Regions from separate parts of the Zea mays genome. Here region 2 is linked to region 1. The links are chromatin contacts, called in public Hi-C maps. All regions are on one chromosome and are shown on one strand. Each heading gives the region's core, a stretch centred on a gene start, on an enhancer-like site or on the middle of the called end of the contact. The rest is flanking DNA. Distances are from core to core; before and after follow the strand shown.

Region 1 (3,502 bases), core at 603-3,102:
TTGATGGTGTAGACTCTTCCTTCTTTTCTTTCATTGATTTGAATGCAACGGGTTGCACCTCGGGTGTGGAGGTGGCGCCTTGCTCCAAGTTGACAATATGTTTGGAGTCTTTGATCATAAGTTGAAAGCTCACAAACTTGCTGATTACCTCCTCGAGAGCCATCTGTTTATATCTAGGATCTACACGGATTAGTTGTACTTGAGTGGGATTACGAAAGACAAGTGATCTTAAAATAACCTTGACCATTTCATGGTCATCCCAATTGGTGCTCCCAAGATTGCGGACTTGGTTCACCATCGTCTTGAGCCGGCTGTACATTGCTTGTGGCTTTTCTCCTTTGTTGAGGACGGATCGATCAAGTTCTCCCTCGATCGTTTCGCGTTTGGTGATTTTGGTCACCTCGTCCCTGTAACAACTTTAATCATATTTTGGATAATTTAGAAAACTTTATCCTAAGGTTTAAAAAATTATGGTTTAAAACAAGATATTTAAATGAAGGATCCTCATATAAATTAATAGTTTCAATTAAGTACAGGTTCAGAAGTATTCTTCATAAGACTTAAATTGAATTATCTTTCCATAAAGAGCAAACGAAATAAATAATCATAAAACATTAAGTTTTGAATAATATTTTAATTGGACAAACAATATAACTCTTGAAAATTTAAAGTTCTTTGTGTGTGTGCAACACATTCGTATCATTTGAAATACAATAGTTAATATGAAATATAAAAATAATAAGTATATATTGCACGCATGTCAAGATTTTGGTTGCTGCATTTAGATCAGAATTTGAAACTCTGATTTGAATTCAAAATTTGGAATATGAAACTCTAAAGAGAAAAGAAAACAGAAAAAGGAAAAAGAGAAAATATGCACACCTCTCACTTGGGCCGAAATCCCCCTCGCGGCCCATTTTCGTGGTCTGCGTGGCCCAACCAGCCGAGCTCGTGCTCGGACTCACTAACAATCGGGGCACGCGTTGTCAGTCGCTATGGCGCTCGTGCCTGGGTGTTCCATCTCACCGCCAGGTGGGCTCCTGATCACAGCTTTATCATCCCCTTCTTCTGTTGATTGTTGAGCCTGTAACAACCCACCGAAGGCTGCGCATGGTCGCTTCCGCCGTGGATCTCGGCCACCCTAGGCGATGCGGACCCCTCCCACTCCTTAGGCAGCGAGTATAAACCCATGTCCAATGACCTCTTTGCCATCCGCAGACCTTCGAATCCAACATAAGAAAGAGAGAGGGGGAGAGAAGGGTGTCGCCGCTGAGTTCATGTCGTCACCATCGTTAGACTTGAGCTGAGCCACGAGAGAGCAAGCATAGTGGGGTGTAGCGATCCTCGTAGTGTCCCCGCAGATTGGGGCATGGCCGGGCTTCGACACCGTGGCTGGATTGACGCCTTGGGAGCAGCTAGGCCCAGGGATTCCACACCGGTGCTTGGGCATCGCCGTCGGGCCACCATGCATCATGGAGCCGCTGTGTCGCGTTGACCGGATCATCTTCGCCCGGACCTGAGGTGAGGAATCCACCACATCGTTAGACTTACCATTCTCTCCCTATACCACCAGCTAGGCTCAAGATTTGGACTCGGGAGCGAGGATAGGTCGTGCTCCGGCCATGGTGCCAGGGCGTCTATGCTGCCGCTTGGGGCGGTCGGTCGATGGATGATTGCCACACCGTGGGATCCTTGGTAGATGGCCAGGATTAGAAGTCTTGTTTACCTATTTGGGCATTAGATCCTGGACACCGAATCAAGATCGGAGGGCAGTCATAGCATACCGGTTCACCAGGGGATGAGATCTTATCTTGGCCGCTGATCTCGGCATCAATGGTGTTCAGCGCATACCGGTTCGGGTCTTGCCTTGATTTAATCTAGGCCATCCGAAATTGATCTAACGACCTCGAATAGAGTGTACCCCTTCATTGACGCAATTATGCGAAAGAGACCCTGTGGTTTTTATTATTTTTCCACAGTCCGCCCATATACGAGGATCATTACAAAGTAGTCCAAGTTCTTACAAACCAGACCCTAGACTTTTTAGTAATTTAACCCGCCGTCCTTTTCCTATTTAGTGATTAAAGAAATCCGAGAACTATGGAAAAATACATATGATAATCATTTCTAGTATAAAAGTTAATATAAAATGTATAAAGAACTTATAAAATTCATAACTTTTGTGTCTTAGCTCTAATTTAAGCCGTTCAATATTTGTTGGCTTCGTAACAAAATTTCCCACACTAGTAACATTGTTTAGTCATGTACCATGTTTTCAAAATTAATAAAGTACTCAATTAGCTTCTATAAATACAATGGACGAAGCAATCTTTTAATCTGGTATATGGTTATAATATGACGAAGATATAATTTCTAACTAATTTATAACTTAGAATAAGGTTCGGTAAAGTTATTTCTTTGTAATATCTTTATCACATGAATTATAGTCAACCTAAAACATAGTTTTGTTATTTAAACACATAACTCCTTAGAAAATTGTACCTTTTTAACCGTAACTCCGATTTTAGTGATTCTCGAACAGACGATCTCGTTACGACGCATAGAATATTACTATACAGTTTGTGCTTATGTTTGGTGTCATGTTAATTTTGCCTATACCATGTTTGTTTGTATTGCTACTGTAACACCCCTGGTGTTCCAAGAACTAAAACTTGGGCATGTCATCATATGCATTGACATTTCATTATGTATGCTACACCTAGAGTGCATCCACTAGGCTAAAATCTCAAAACAACCTTGTGGTGTGATGACTTGACTTGATCTTTCACCCTAGGATAGGGTAGTTACCCAAGGATTAGAAGTATGTGGGTGTCTGAGATAACAAATTGAGTATGATCTCAAAAGTTAGTGGAGATGTTCAAAAGAGACTAAACTTAGAGAGTTTGAGTGCCACTTAAACCCTAGAACACTTAAACCCTAATAAGGACTCTAGAAACCCTAATTATTGTTGTATGAGATGAGATCAATTTCTATACACTTTTGGACCAAAGTGCATATATCAAAGTGGTAGAGTAACAAAAATTAAGCAACTTTTCCATTTGGAGATTTTCAAGTTTTGTGGAACAAATTGGAGTAAATTGCAAAAAGTCTCAAAGGCACCCATATGGCTTAACTCTAAAAACAGTGAGATTATGTTGACTTTGGGTCCCTGTATCTCTTAATCTATGGGGATTTTACCATGGGTTACTATAACAAAATTGTAGAGCTACTATAGTAGTCTAAGTTTGATTAGTGGTTAAGCCCTAGAGCTATATGGAAATTGGAGAAAAATGGACTTGAAGATGGGCTATCAATCGAGTATCAGTCTGAAATCAGACGAACGGTGGCATTAGATCAACTTCAGAACCAAACTGTGTTTGATCGAGTGAATGTATGATCAAGAACCCTATAACAAAATTGAAGCTGGTATATTGGGCAACAACTTTGTTGTAGTCGGATTAGTAGTTTGTCACTTGAAAATCTGAAAAAAGAAGCTCTTCAA
Region 2 (3,502 bases), core at 502-3,001, 330 kb before region 1:
AAAGAAAGAGATTCGGATTCGGGTCTCACAAGCTATGAGATCGCAGAGCCGGACTAGTGGGTAAAGTGTACACCTCTGCGCAGAGTTCAAACCTATTCGAATAGTCTATGTCCACAGAAATGGACGAGTCTGGTGTGGTATGTCAATTAGTGTCTTGTTTTCAAAAAAAAGAGGTGCTTTTGAGAAAAGTGATTTTTAAAAGGTCCGGCGATTGAGCCGTGAGCTATGGTAGACGGGAAGTCCAGTAGCTGTTTTTGAAAATGAAAACCAGTGGGAAACTGCTGAGATACCTGGATGGTTTAGTCTAGGGGATTTTGTTCTAATATTGAAAAACTTTCTGCTCCTTTGGGAGAGGATGCGCTTTGAAAAATACAAAATGTTTACGAAACAACCCTCCATAAAATATTGATGTTTCTACAAAATATCCTGAGCTCCACATATTCAATGCATTATATCTGATTTCCCCATTCCGCGGGTGAAGGTGGGCTGCTGAGTACGTTTGTACTCACCCTTGCTTATTTGTTGTTTTTCAGAAAAAGGAGATCGAGTAAGAGTTACGACTGTTCCCAACCTTGCCTGTGGCTGTTGGACCGCTGATTTGCTTCGTTGCGTATATCGGGCTGCTTCAGCCCCACTCTGATGATATGTCCCGAGTTGTGGACCAACTCTTAAAGTTGATCGCCACCTTTATAGGTTTGTCTCGTTTAAGCAGATCTGGAATCATCTGTTGTATAAATGTGTTTACTAGCCTCCTAGGACTAGTAATTGTATTACATTTGAGTCCCAGAGGATTGGGGACGCTTCACAAACCCTCAGCCAGCTGCCTATGAAGGCCATATCTCTATGTTTCGTATTCCGCACTTTGAAATATTAATGATAATGTTATGTTAATGACTCTGTGGAGGTCTTGGACATCTTGATGTAATAAAGTACTATTTCTGTTATTTATTTTGAGAAATGTGTGATGATGTCCAATTATGTAATCAATATGTACGTGAGTTTCTGATTCTGGCACGTACATGGTTCGTATTCGATTTGCCTTCTAAAACCGGGTATAACAGATCCAGGGCGCTGCGAGGAGGAAGACGACCCAGCGCCATCGCAGACCGTCAGGCTTCAGGCGTGGACCGTCCGGAATCGTACAGGAAAAGCGTCGCTCCTGCCCCCAGGTCGCGGACCGTCCGCGCCGTCGCAGAGGGCACCGCCAGGCGGTACACCCCCAGTGATCGGCGCTAACAGATCCATTCGCACGAGTCGACAACATATGTTACTCAAAATTGTGAACCACACTAAGGATATGTTTATAATGTCGTCCTTGGTGCAGACATAAAAAAAGAAAGAAGACGATGTTCTGATCTAACCAATGAGCAATCACGACGACACTAAAAAACTCGATCACCCACACAACTCAGCAAGTGTCGTAGATGGAGACAATAGTTCCGAAGGTATGCCCTTGTAACACTGTGTATGCGAGGATTGGAATAAGAAAACTTTGGTACAACTCGATTAGGCCTAATATAAAAAACGAAAATCGAACATCAAAACCGAAAAACAGAGCCGAAACCATATAAATTGAAACTCGCCAAACCGAATTATTTTTCGGTTACCATTTTCCAGGAACCGAACTAAATTCTGATTTTCGGTTTTTGTTCGGTTTAAACCAAAAAAATTGGCCCACCACTCCACTAACTCAGGTTCTTTTTGGCCCAAGTGTGCAACCCCGCATGGCACCATTCTGCCCATGGGCTGGCCACGTTGGGCCAACGACTAACGGACTAAGCCAATCTGTTGTATGCTACCAGTACCAGCAGTCCAGCACTCAATGCCTCATTGACCAAGCCAATTAGGGTGTGTTTGGTTTAGGAGTGAGGAAAAATAGAATGACTCCATTCCAATTTTCTAGATATTTGGTTTCCAAGAAAACAAGAGTGGAGCGGCTTCTGTATCTCCATATGAAAATTTACTATAAGTAGTTGGAACGCTCCCGCTCCATAAAAACGATCGTATGCGAGCGCTCTGCTTCCTCTCCTCCCCTCTACACTCATATGGCTCTCGAACTAAACAAATAATGGAACAGTTTTTCTCTATTTTACTCTTCAACCAAACAAAAAATAGAACGACTCTGTTTTTTTTTTTTTTGTCAAACACGGAATAGAACGACTCGATTTTTAAATACTAGAATGAAGCACTCTATGCACGTGCAGCCTTCATCGCCCTGCCGTCGTGGCCTCATCACAGGCAGCACCGCAGCAGCAGCAACAAGCCTTCGCCACTCGCCAGCCACCAAGCAGCAGCCGGAAGCCATCGCTAAGCACTAGCCTGTTGAATCAAGCCGTCGCAAAATATTGTTTCGGTGTTGCAAAATATTACTTGTTCTATACAATGAATCTGATGTTGATGCTCTATGTTAATTGCAATTTTGCTGTTGTATTGTGTTCTGCACAGTTCGGTTAAAACCAAAAACCGAACCGAAGTTTACTGTTAACCGAAGTATCGATTTTTCTTTTTCCAAATAGAATTTCGGTTAACATATTTTAAAAACCGAACTTAAAAAACCGAAAAACAGAAAAAAAAACGGTTAACCAATTGACCAATCTGGAACTCGACTAAGTAGTGAGGAGTAATTGTGGTGTTGTATTAGTCTCTCACTTGTGTGGCTCAAGAAAAAGAAACTCATGATAGAAGTTCTAGGAAGATGAAAAGATGGAGTAATCATCGTAACGTACGTCCATTGCTTCATATATTACATGTTTATTTGCACCTTCATTAATCCATTTCTTGCATTAACTAACTCAAACGACAAAAAAAGACCACATATATATAACGTAGTTACACCATGGTCACAACCAAGGAATGCTATGACGAACCCGATGACACCAAGGCCGACACTCCCAACGCCACCAAACAGCCCTGATGCACCATATCATCATGATGCATATAATTTGGACTAGTATTTATTTGATTTAATTAATAAACCATGGTTACACCATTGTTGCAGCTACGGCCTACGGATATGGTTGCGGGCCGATATTTGCAATATTCGATCCGTTGTCATCCCTATGTGGGATAGATGTTACAAACAAACGAGATCACAATGATGGTAGGGGCGGTGACTCTGTGGCGTTTAGTGGTGGCATTTAATGGCGGCACCATAAAGCGAAGATGGTGCTTTTTCAGGTTTTTTCGGGATTAGAGAAGGCGGGAGGTTATTGGGTCGGACGTTGGAACACAATTGTACACATGCGTTTTTGTTTGATGTGGGTTTCCATGAGGTATCCTTGGTCCGGTCGGGTAGAGTGTAAAGTGTAGATTGAACTCCGAAGTATGAACTGAACAACAAAATGAGAAAAGATTGGGAGACATATACCTTGAGACATGGTGCTCATCTCTAGTCCCTGTGTGTCCGAGCTGCCAGTGTAGAGAGAAGGGAATCAGAGGGAGAGAGAAGGGTGAAGAAGGGAGAGAGAAGGGAGCCGCCAATCCTAGAAGAAGAACAGTCGTC

What was found. A called contact is a pair of places that touch in the nucleus more often than the background predicts.
Region 2: a contact with region 1 is called in a Hi-C map of leaf, with 5 times the contacts expected there. The contact joins two enhancer-like sites. A contact is called at or near these places in 3 of 25 Hi-C or Micro-C datasets (ear, leaf and tassel).

The regions. Positions count from the first base shown.
Region 1 is chr4:137,969,666-137,973,167 of Zm-B73-REFERENCE-NAM-5.0, reverse strand. No RefSeq gene overlaps it. Among protein-coding and RNA genes, the nearest start is that of LOC542333, 130 kb to the left of the region's middle. Within about 2 kb of position 1,852, at least 18 of the 20 cell types and tissues checked have an H3K27ac peak or open chromatin away from gene starts, as enhancers often do. A contact at or near this core is called in ear, leaf and tassel, where this site is marked.
Region 2 is chr4:138,299,035-138,302,536 of Zm-B73-REFERENCE-NAM-5.0, reverse strand. No RefSeq gene overlaps it. Among protein-coding and RNA genes, the nearest start is that of LOC100279585, 42 kb to the right of the region's middle. Within about 2 kb of position 1,751, at least 13 of the 20 cell types and tissues checked have an H3K27ac peak or open chromatin away from gene starts, as enhancers often do. A contact at or near this core is called in ear, leaf and tassel, where this site is marked.